Regions from separate parts of the Sus scrofa genome. Here all the other regions are linked to region 1. The links are chromatin contacts, called in public Hi-C maps. All regions are on one chromosome and are shown on one strand. The core of a region is the stretch at or near the end of the contact, and the rest is flanking DNA. Distances in the headings are between cores, read along the strand shown. Region 1 holds the start of LMAN2L (lectin, mannose-binding 2-like). Region 2 overlaps KANSL3 (KAT8 regulatory NSL complex subunit 3). Region 3 holds the start of KANSL3 (KAT8 regulatory NSL complex subunit 3). Region 4 holds the start of CNNM3 (metal transporter CNNM3).

Region 1 (2,545 bases), core at 30-2,529:
GGTGATTTTATCACGATTATAATGATAGAGTGCTTACTGCATGCCAGGCATTGCTCTGAGCGTTAAGAGCTTTACCAGTATGGACTCATTTAACCTGTCACTCAGGATAGGGTGTGGTTAGATGTTTTAGATCACTTGGATGGCCATGTGGATGATGGTGGCCAGAACAGTTGGGACACTTGTTGTGGTTCAGGAGAAAGACAGAGAGAGGGATGGAAAGATGTGATGACTTTTAGAAATAATTAGGAATAGTAGTTCCCGTTGTGGTGCAGTGGAAGTGAATCCAACTAGGAACCATGAGGTTGCAGGTTCAATCCCTGGCCTCACTCAGTGGGTTAAGGATCCAGCATTGCCCTGAGCTATGGTGTATGTTGCAGTTGCAGCTCAGATCTGGCGTCGCTGTGGCTCTGGTGTAGACTGGCAGTAACAGCTCCAATTAGACCCCTAGCCTGGGAACCTCCATATGCCACCGGTGTGGCCCTAAAAAGATAAAAGACTAATAATGATAATTAGGAATAAAAATTTATTTTTGGGTGGAGAAACTGGTAAGGAAGAGAATGGAGACTGGGATGAATCTTACTTTTTTTTTCTTTTTTCTTTTTAGGGCCGCACCTGTGGCATGTGGAAATTCCCAGGCTAGGGGGTCTGACCTACACCACAGTCAGAGCAACACCACCTCCTAGCCACATCTGAGACCTATGCCTCAGCTTGCAGCAAGGCAGGATCCTTAACCACTGAGCAAGGCGAGGAATCCTAAGAGCAACCTCATGGATGCTAGCCACTCGTTACCACAGAGCCACAGTGGGAACTCCCCAGATCAAGTTGTTTGATACTGCTCTTCAAATCTTTTATAAATTTGATAATTTTCCTGATAATTTACCAGCTTTACTTGAATTTATTTGTCTATTTCTCCTTTCAGTTCTATATCCTCCTAACTGACAACTTCGCACGATCACGAGGTTGCTAAGGCAGAGAGGACAGAACGTTTGCGTAGGACTAAAAGAAACATTTTATTTGCTTAAATTTACTCTAGAACAGAGAGACAAAAACGGAAATCACTTCGTATCCCAGGAGGCCTAGTGGCGCTCCGGACAAAGGCAAATAGGCGAGCTCAGGCATTCGGCCGCGCCCCTTTCCTGGGTTGACAAGGCAACTGCTACTCCAGCCAGCCAATCGGTGAGATGCTCACCTGCAGGGGCGGTGACTCGACAAAAGCCAATGGGACTGGGGGAAGATCGTTCTCTGGGCCAATGGCTTGGGGGACAGGGCGGGCTTTTGATGAAGGGTCGGCGGTGGGAAAGATGGCGGCGACTTTGGGACCCTCTGGGTGGTGGCAGCGGTGGTGGCGGCGTTTGTCGACTCGAGATGGGTCCAGGATGTTGCTCCTTCTCCTTTTGCTAGGGTCTGGGCAGGGGCCACGGCAAGTCGGGGCGGGTCAGACGTTCGAGTACTTGAAACGGGAGCACTCGCTGTCGAAGCCCTACCAGGGTGAGGCGCCGGGGGCGAGGTGGTCGTGCGCGGGGAGGGCGTCGGGACCTGAGCTTGTTCGTAGAAGTGGGGGCGGCGAAGGTTTCGTGGCCCCGAGGAAAGTACGGGCGGGGAGGGTGGGGGCTCCTGTGGACTCTTGCTGTGTTTGGGAGCCTTGGGTCCTAAGGTCAGAGGTCAGGTTCCACCCCACCCCCTGCCTCACACTTAGCCCTGGAAGTTTCTAGCAGGTGGAAGCAGGGCTCTAAGACACTAAGGCCAGTAAGCGCTAGGCCTGGATGAAGGGGGAACTTAGAGTTGGACAAGAGTTATGTGGGAAGGGGAGAGAACTGCGAATAGTGGCAGTGATCGAGGGCCACTAGCAATGAGTTGGGCTCTGGACGGAGCTGTGTATGTGCTAGAAATACATCAGGAGGCAAAACTAGGGTAGAACTTGGCCAGACTGGGAAAGTAAAATTCTGTTTCCGTTTAAGACACCTGTTCTCCAATCCTGGAGTCCTGTTGATGAAAGAGTCTGGTTAACTTTGCTCTGTTGAGTGTTCACATGCGGTTCATATGTCGCTCTGCACAGCTCATCAACCAGAAAATTTATAGTTAGCTACAAAGAAGACCAAGTCAGTGCAGATGGCTTAATTAACACAAGTCTGTTTCCCCACTGGAGGGCAGGGGGACAGCACACAAACAACACAAAGCGCAAGAGAGTATACACTGCTGCTAAGGGTGATCATTTATTGACTTAGCAGATGCATCCAGCACCTCCTCTGCGTTGCTAATACTGTGGGTTATACAGATACAAAGTTGTCACTCTCAAGGGGCTGATAGTCTGAGGTAAGGGGAAAGGTAGCTTCACACCTTGGTTGTTTAAAGAAAGAACGTGATTAAGCCCCAGAGAGTCAAGCTTTTTTTGGTTAATTGGGGAATTTTTTTCTCTCACGGTGGTCAAATTTACTCGCATATGAAATGAGGAAGAATGGATCTGAGCTGTGATTACTGTGGCATGGATTAAGTGACAGCTCTGATGTGCTCTTCACCTGAGAGGGTCTTTATGACAGGAAGTGGT
Region 2 (2,545 bases), core at 28-2,527, 96 kb after region 1:
CCCAAGAAATGGCAAAAAGACAAAAAGACAAAAAAAAAAAAAAAAAAAAAAGGCAGGTAAGTGTGTATATGCCAGGGTCATAGGCTGGGTTGCTACACCGTTAACCTTAGATGGAACACACCATTCCAAAGTCAACTCTTTTTTTTTTTTGTCTTTTTTTGCCTGTTCTAGGGCTGCTCCTGCGGCACATGGAGGTTCCCAGGCTAGGGGTCTAATCAGAGCTGTAGCCGCCAGCTCATGCCACAACCACAGCAACTCGGGATCCGAGCCGTGTCTGCAACCTACGCCACAGCTCACGGCAACGCTGGATCCTCAACCCACTGAGCAGGGCCAGGGATCGAACCCGAAACCCCATGGTTCCTAGCGGGATTTGTCAACCACTGCGCCATCATGGGAACTCCCCCAAAGTCAATTCTTTTAATAGTGTGATACACAGAAAAAATATACAAAGGAAGAAAGGTTAGTGAGGGGTGGAATATTAAGGATTGGGAGGATAGCCGCTTCATTTTTGTTCCTAAAGCTGATTTAAATGGGCCTCTTTCTCTTAGTCTGAAGTTTTAGTACACTAGGATATGCTTGCTCACCCTGTCTACCTTTTTGTGTGAAATATTCAACTTGTGAAATTCAGGTATGACTGTGCTGCAGTGCCATACTTTTGTTTACTAATGGATTTTTTTAGTCACTAGGGAATTAGTTAGCTTTGCTAGTATCAAAAGACTTCGTCTGTGACTGGTTTTGACTTGTAGTGTGTATGTTATTACAGACATGTGCTGAGGTTCACTGGCAGGATTGGGACCAGAGTCTAGGTGTTGTGCTTTAGCTTAGTAATGAGCTACTTCGAGTCACACTATTTCAGAACAAAAAACATGACGTAATCTTCTTTGTAGAGTGTACATGCATGTAGCATGTTCCCAGGGTTTGTCTTTAATTCCTCAGGGTTTCTCTTATAGGACTGGCTGGACAATGGCCCAGAACAAGCTATTCAACAAGATCCTCAAAGCCCTGCAGTCTGACCGGCTTGCCCGCTTGGCCAATGAAGGGGTAAGACTCCAGAAATCTCCAGGGTGGGCTCTTCCTAGTTCAGGCCTTCCTGGCTGACTGACTTGTTGGGTCCCCCCCACTCCCCTGACTCCCCCAACCCTAACCCCGGTTGCTAACAAGGTGGCCCTCGTGCTTTGTCACTCCACTTACACCTTTCAGGCTTGTAACGAGCCAGTGCTGCGCCGTGTTGCTGTGGACAAGTGTGCGAGGAGAGTGCGGCAGGCTCTGGCAAGTGTGAGCTGGGACACCAAGCTGGTCCAGTGGCTGCACACCACCCTGGTGGAGACCTTGAGTCTGCCCATGCTGGCGGCCTACCTGGATGCTCTGCAGACGCTGAAAGGGAAGGTGAGGCTGTGATTGGCATCTTCCCTGCCCTGCCCTGGGGTAGCCAGCCTCTGCTTTGGGTTTAGAAAGTGGGGTTGGGCAAGGTCATTGCTAGGCCAGCCTGGAGGACTGACTGAAGCCAACAGGTTTGCTATAAAAAAATAGGAGACATGACATGGAGTTCACTGGTTAAGGATCTGGTGTTGTCCCTGCCGTGGCTCTGGTTACTCCTTTGGCACAGGTTTGCTCCCTGACCCTGGAACTTAGCATACTGTGAGCATGGCCAAATGGAAAAATAGGAGACATGGTATCATTTTACATTTTCGTCCAGTGTATATGTGTTCAGATCTCCTGTCTCCTTGATGAGGTGTGGAGCTTGAAAACCAGAGAACGTGTTTAGTCTCTGCAGCCTTGCAGCCTGTGGTTTGAATCACCTCTGAGGTGAGGTGAGGAAGGAGAAGATGAAGTGTTTACCAGGGAGGAGTGCTGAGAGGGGCAGGAGGCGGAGCGGTGGAGGTCGGGGTGCAGGGGTGGGGGTGGGAGGTGTTCCAAGCAGGGGAGCACTGTGACGGAATGCCTCATCTCTTCTGATTTGGTCGAGACTTCAGTAGCAACACTTTGACTTTAATCGTTCTTTATAAAACATATCATTACGTTTCCCTGCTTTCTTACTTGGACAGTATTACACAAAGTTAAACTGTTTTTCTTCATGATTCCGTTTCTTGTAATTGCAGTTATTGCATGGGCTGTGTTCATTGTGGTGGAGTACAGGTTCTGGAGGCAGACTGCCTGGCTGATCTCACCTTGATCACTAATTAGCTGTGTAATCTTGGATTAGTGTCTCAATTTCCTCATCTCTAAAGAATGGCTAATAATAATACCTATCTAGGATTTTAGTGAAAATTAGTTAACCTAGATAGCATACTTGGCACAGAATTTGGCACATAGGAAACCCACAATAAGTGTTAATGATTTATAAGTGGTACCATCATTTTTAGAATGTTTTGCTCTGATACAAAATGGCCTCAGATAACTTGGATTAGTTCAGTTCTTGACTTTTTTTTTTTTTTTTAAGGGCCACAGGTAGGGCATATGGAAGTTCCCAGGCTAGGGGTTGAATTGGAGCTACAGCTGCTGGCTTATATCAACACAGAATCCTCAACCCACTGAGCGAGGCCAG
Region 3 (2,545 bases), core at 17-2,516, 80 kb after region 1:
GAGTCCAGTGCTGCCACAGTCTCCAATTTTTTAAGAGATCTGTATATCTGGATTTTTGCATGAAATCTCCCAAATTTAAATATTTGCAGTAAATAATTAAATACATATTTGCGATGAAATAAAATTTTAAAAAAGTAGCGTGTAGGCCAAAGAAAGTGGTGTTGGGCTGTAATTGGTCCATTCACTCTCTCTCTGTAGGTCCTTAGCAACCTTTCCAATCTCTCTGCAGTGGCCTGGTCCTTTCAGCCCAAACTTAGGTGACTTCATCTTCATGATTCCACTCATATTCCCACTCTGGAAATCTTTTTCTATAAATTTCTGTTCTTATCATTCTCTCCGCCACCCAGTGAGTAAGTATTTGCACTTTCAGAGATGAAGAGGGTACACTGAGATCTCACTGGGGTCATAAAAGCAGGGAGTTAGGTGCAGGAGCTGAGATTCCAAACCTCCAGGTCTAAGCAGCACTGCTTAGGGCGATCTGGACACATCTACGCAAAGCCCTGGATAAATTTTTCTTTTATTCTATTGTTTAATATATTTTTTAGAGCAGTTTAAGGCACACAGCACTTCTTTTATTTTCGCACTTATTTTTATTGTGGTTGTTGCTTAAGTGATCTCTTCTTCTTCTTCTTTTTTTTTTTTTTTGGCCGCACCCATGGCACATAGAAGTTCCCCTGGCCAGGGATGGAACACACGCCACAGTAGTACCGGATCAGCTGCAGTGACAACGTCGGATCTTTAACCCGCTTCGCCGCAAGGGAATTCCTAACTTTTTTTTACATTTAAGTATAGTTGCTTTACAACATTGTGCTAGTTTCAGGCGCACAGTATTTGAAGTAAATACTGCACGCTTAGGTGGGACTGATCTGGGAGAAGCGGAAAGTAGGTTGCACGCCCTCCCAGCCCTGGCTAGGGACCTGGCAAAGCAACCGTGGCGGTCACTGAGAACGGACGCTGCAGAAGCCAGCCTCCTCTCTCGCCCTCGCTTTCCCTGCTGAAGATGCAGAAGGCCGAAACTCGGAATTCCGCGCTGTGAGCGGCAGAGACCCGCACGCGTTCCCGGGGCTCCTCTTCCCGCGCAGTTACATCCTCTCCCGGTTTTGCAGCTCACCGCCCCTCCCTTCCCAGGCCGTGATCCGCTTCCGCGTTTCGCTCTGTGCCCGGAGCTCCGGGGCGAGGAGGCGGTAACGCGCACGCGCGCTGGGATCCGGCCCGGGCCGAGCGCGCGGCGCGACGACTGCGGGTGAGGGGAGGCGCGGCCCTGGCAGGGGGTGGCGGGCCCCGGCGGTGGCGGCGCTGGTCTGGCGGGCGGGGGTCTCAGCGAGAACCTCCGGACTCTCCGGTCATGCGGGGACAGGGGGCTGGAGCCCGGGGCCCGGGCGGCCTGGGTCAGACGGCCGTGTGGGGCAGGGGGCGGACTGGGGTTGCCGTGACGCGGGAGCTGAGCTGGGCCCGGGCCGGCGGGAGGCGGGTTCCTGGCGGCTCCTCCTCGTCGCGAACTCTCGGTGACCTTGGCCAATTCACTCCGTCTCCTTGAGCTGGCGCCTTCGTCTGTAAAGTGTGAATTACAAGCCCTGCCTGCCAGCTGTGGCGGTTTTGAGGCTCAAGGGTGGGACCCCCCGGGGTACCTGGAGTAGCGGGCCGTTCCTGGGGGACCACCCCATCTACGGTGAGGGGGGGGGTCTTCCTGGCTTAGCATTTTGTTACAGGCTTTGAGAAGGAGCTCTCGTCTGTGTCTTAAAACTCCAGAGCGTTATGAAGTAGTTGCAAAACTTTTGCTTAACGTAGACAAGGGACCTCGAGGGCCTCCTTGGAGCCCACGTTGCCCAGCTGTTACCCAGGATGCTCTTATTTTGTGACTGGAGGCGGCCCAGTGAAGCTTCCGGGAATAGTGTGAAGCTGGAGACCCTTAGCTTTGGAAGAATCAATATTTTTGATTCCTCTTGTTTGCCCAAACCCATGCCAGCCACAGGGGAAACTGATGCTGGCCAAGCAAATTTAGTATTTGTCCATGTGAGACCTTGGAGTCCCTCAGCTTCCCAATGAACCGAATTTTGTAGAAATTGAAGAGGAAGATGGTGCCATAGCCTTTTGAGGACTCTTAGGAGCGCTCCCTACATGGGCAAGGGTCTGTGATTTGATGGATCCTCAGTTATACATGATAGAAGGTCAAAAAAGTAAGCACATTAGATAGTATAGGCTGCAAGAGATTCAGAGCATCTGAATTGACTAAAACTGAAACTTTTCACTGCAGGTGACTAGCATGCAGATAGCCATTCTCTGACCTGCTGCCCTTCTTCTGACATGGCCCACCGAGGTGGGGAGAGGGACTTCCAGACCTCAGCGCGGCGCATGGGCACCTCGTTGCTCTTCCAGCTTTCGTGCATGAGCGGGAGCTGGACCTAGTGTTTCTGGACCATAGCTATGCCAAGCCTTGGAGTGCCCACCCAGATGCCAGTAGTGCCCGCCCCACCCGCATGCTCTTTGTTACTCCCCGGAGGCAGCACGAAAGTACCATGTGAGTTTGGGCTTCTTTCTTAAGGGC
Region 4 (2,545 bases), core at 29-2,528, 67 kb before region 1:
GCAGCACCGCCAAGCGGCTGAGGATAAGAGCGCGCGGCGCCAGCGCCAACGTCCAGCGCCCGCTCACGGCAGCCGGCACCACCTCGCCCACCAGGAACAAGAGCCCCGCGCTGCCCAGCACGGCGGGCACGGCGCGCTGGCCAGCCGCGCGGTACAGTAGCACCGCCAGCGCAGCCTGAGCCAGGCTAGCCAGCAGCAGCAGCGCCCCGAGGGCGCAGCCGGCCCAGCGTCTTGAGGGCTCCAGACGCCGCGCCGCCGCACGCTCCGCCTCCGAGCCGCTCTCGCGCAGCACCTGCACTTCGGCCGGCGCCAGCGCCAGGGCGCTCAGCTGCAGGCCCCGCGCCAGAGCCGCCAGCGCCAGCAACCCCGCCGCCCCCAGACCCACTGCCCAGGGCGGGGCCGCCTCCTCGGCCGCCTCGCCGCCCGGCTCTACACGCACGGCTAACAGCGCCGAGTGCGGGTGCGCGGACTCAGAGCGCAGACGCAGCAGCGCACGCCACTCGCCCGTGGGGGCCGCCGCGCCGCCCGGCTCCCCACGCACTGCCAGCCGCGCGGAGTGCGGATGCGCGGCCTCCGCGCGCAGGCGCAGCAGCGCACGCCACTCGCCCGTGGGGGCCGCTGCCTCGTCTGGAGCTGCGACCGGCCCGCCCTCTGGGCAGCCCGCCCCCTCGGGGGCCACCCAGGACCAGGAGCTGTTGGCTAAGCCCGACCCGAAGAGGCGCAAGCGGAAGGTGGCCTCCGGAGCAGTCCGCACCTCCTCTCCTCGCGCCCACCCCGTGCCTGCCGCTCCGTCCTCTTCCAGACAGACGCCCAGCACTCGAGGACCCGGAGCCGCCTCCGCGGCGGCGTTGCCCAGGCAGAACGCGGCGAGCAACCAGCCTAGCCGACCCGCCGTTGCCGCCGCCATCGCCTGCTGCCCCCTCTCGGCCTCCCGCGCAGCCTACCCCTCCGCCTCCCCCGGGCCAATTATCGCCGGCCCTGGCGCTTCCTCCACCAATAGGCGGCAGGCGGGGGCGGGCCCCAGGGTCGGACTAGGCTGCGCCGGGGAGTAAACAAGCGGCGGCGCGATCCTGGGGCGGGCCGGGGGCGTGGGGCTCTAGGCCCCGCGGGGCTACACCGCGGCTCCCTGGGCTGGGGCTGGCCGGCTCCGGGAGGACGCGGAGCGGAGAGCTGGCCCCCATCAGCGGACGTCTGGTTTCCCCCGGCCATCCCCGCGCACCCGGAGGCCGGTCCGGGCTCTGGGAAGTGCCTGGCTCAGGATTCGGGCCTCAGAGCGGAGTGGCGCTCCTGAAATTGCAGGCAGAGACTTCAGCGAATGGGAGATGGGCAGTTTTCTCAGAAAGCGCCCCGTGAACCACAGACCTAAAGGGCAAGGAGGGCTTAAAGAACTGGTGACTAGGCTTCGGAAGCTAAGGTTTATTGAAGACGTGTGATTGCTCCCGACTCTGCTATTGGTCTGGGTTGTGACACACAACCCCTGTTTTAAAAGGAACTTGCATTCTTGCCAGGAAGAACGACAGTAAATAGATAAACACACGAAATCACTACCTCTTTGGATCCTTGCAGCTACTTCGTGTTATTAATATATTGCACGGGAGAAAAGTAGGACTCGACTTGGCACAGATATCGGGCTCCAATGCGACCAGCCTAGTACCCTGTTCACCATCCTAGCCGCTTTAGGAGATGGCAGCTCTGTCAGGAATTACTGTACCTGGTCGTCCCACTTCTAGCAGATCATTCTTGGGAAAATAATTCCTAAAGACAAACAAGTGTTCCTCAGCCCATTATAATGTCATCTTGACCTGGTTGGAAGGAAACATACAGACTGCTAACAAGACTTCTCTATAGGTGTGGAGAAAAAAGGGCTTTTTAAGAGATTTTCTTTACATTTGTATTATCAAATTTCCTAACACAGTAGACTGTGATAAGACCATCCATATACATGTCATTTTAAATAGTCTTTACGAGGATTCTATAGAAACACATTGCTATGTTCTGAAAATAATATAAGTAAGTGAGGCACTGTGGCTGCAATTAAGTAAAATAACGTTGGTGTGGAAGGTAATATGCAAAATTGAGTAAACCAACAGAAATACTGTGTGAGAATTTTCAGAATAAGCCGCCAGAAGAAGCAATAATACTACTGAGCTTTTCCACTGGACTGGCACACTTCTTTTGGAAAAAGGAAATAAACTCAACCCCTTTGGTTCACACTTCTGTCCCCCAGTCCAGAGAAAATGCTGACACAGTGAGAATGGATGACAGGCTTGAAGTGAGTCATGTGCCTGAAAAGTTAACTCACAAAGAACACTTCCAGAGGCAAGATGGGGAAAATGCCTAGTGCATCTAGACAGGGCTCTGACCTTTGACAAGTAACTTTTCCCTTAGTCTCTGGCTCCCTTAGAAAACAACCTATAACTTATTCTGGGGGGAAGAAGACCTTTCGGTAGAAGAAAACTTTTGAAAACTTGGATCACACTTGGAAAACACAAAGGGCGATTTAAACTGTGAGACACAAAGACAAAGGATCCAGTAGAGGGCAAGC

Evidence for each region. Hi-C and Micro-C count contacts between places; a contact is called where the count stands out from the background.
Region 2: a Hi-C map of skeletal muscle shows a contact between it and region 1, with 5 times the contacts expected there. The contact joins the enhancer-like site here to the promoter of LMAN2L in region 1. A contact is called at or near these places in 3 of 47 Hi-C or Micro-C datasets (brain, epiblast stem cells and skeletal muscle) and 2 of 2 datasets of contacts at active chromatin or transcription factors (alveolar macrophages and skeletal muscle).
Region 3: a Hi-C map of skeletal muscle shows a contact between it and region 1, with 3 times the contacts expected there. The contact joins the promoter of KANSL3 here to the promoter of LMAN2L in region 1. A contact is called at or near these places in 1 of 5 promoter capture datasets (liver), 10 of 47 Hi-C or Micro-C datasets (alveolar macrophages, brain, embryonic fibroblasts and 6 more) and 2 of 2 datasets of contacts at active chromatin or transcription factors (alveolar macrophages and skeletal muscle).
Region 4: a contact with region 1 is called in a Hi-C map of embryonic fibroblasts, with 2.5 times the contacts expected there. The contact joins the promoter of CNNM3 here to the promoter of LMAN2L in region 1. A contact is called at or near these places in 1 of 5 promoter capture datasets (liver), 10 of 47 Hi-C or Micro-C datasets (embryonic fibroblasts, epiblast stem cells, fetal heart ventricle and 4 more) and 2 of 2 datasets of contacts at active chromatin or transcription factors (alveolar macrophages and skeletal muscle).

What each region holds. Positions count from the first base shown.
Region 1 is chr3:56,878,040-56,880,584 of Sscrofa11.1, forward strand. It overlaps LMAN2L (lectin, mannose-binding 2-like), which reads left to right and starts at 1,280. Exons shown (of 8, transcript NM_001243437.1): 1 at 1,280-1,488. The coding sequence starts at 1,302.
Region 2 is chr3:56,974,209-56,976,753 of Sscrofa11.1, forward strand. KANSL3 (KAT8 regulatory NSL complex subunit 3) reads left to right here. Exons shown (of 23, transcript XM_021087273.1): 5 at 951-1,041; 6 at 1,201-1,386. Among named protein-coding and RNA genes, the nearest start is that of FER1L5, 16 kb to the left of the region's middle. Within about 2 kb of position 1,278, at least 4 of the 83 cell types and tissues checked have an H3K27ac peak or open chromatin away from gene starts, as enhancers often do. A contact at or near this core is called in skeletal muscle, where this site is marked.
Region 3 is chr3:56,957,917-56,960,461 of Sscrofa11.1, forward strand. KANSL3 (KAT8 regulatory NSL complex subunit 3) reads left to right here and starts at 1,267. Exons shown (of 23, transcript XM_021087273.1): 1 at 1,267-1,609; 2 at 2,255-2,377; 3 at 2,380-2,518. The coding sequence starts at 2,305. It overlaps FER1L5 (fer-1-like protein 5), which reads right to left and starts at 1,664. Exons shown (of 55, transcript XM_021088398.1): 1 at 1,629-1,664; 2 at 1,112-1,384. The coding sequence starts at 1,664.
Region 4 is chr3:56,810,838-56,813,382 of Sscrofa11.1, forward strand. It overlaps CNNM3 (metal transporter CNNM3), which reads right to left and starts at 1,279. Exons shown (of 7, transcript XM_021087264.1): 1 at 1-1,279. The coding sequence starts at 907.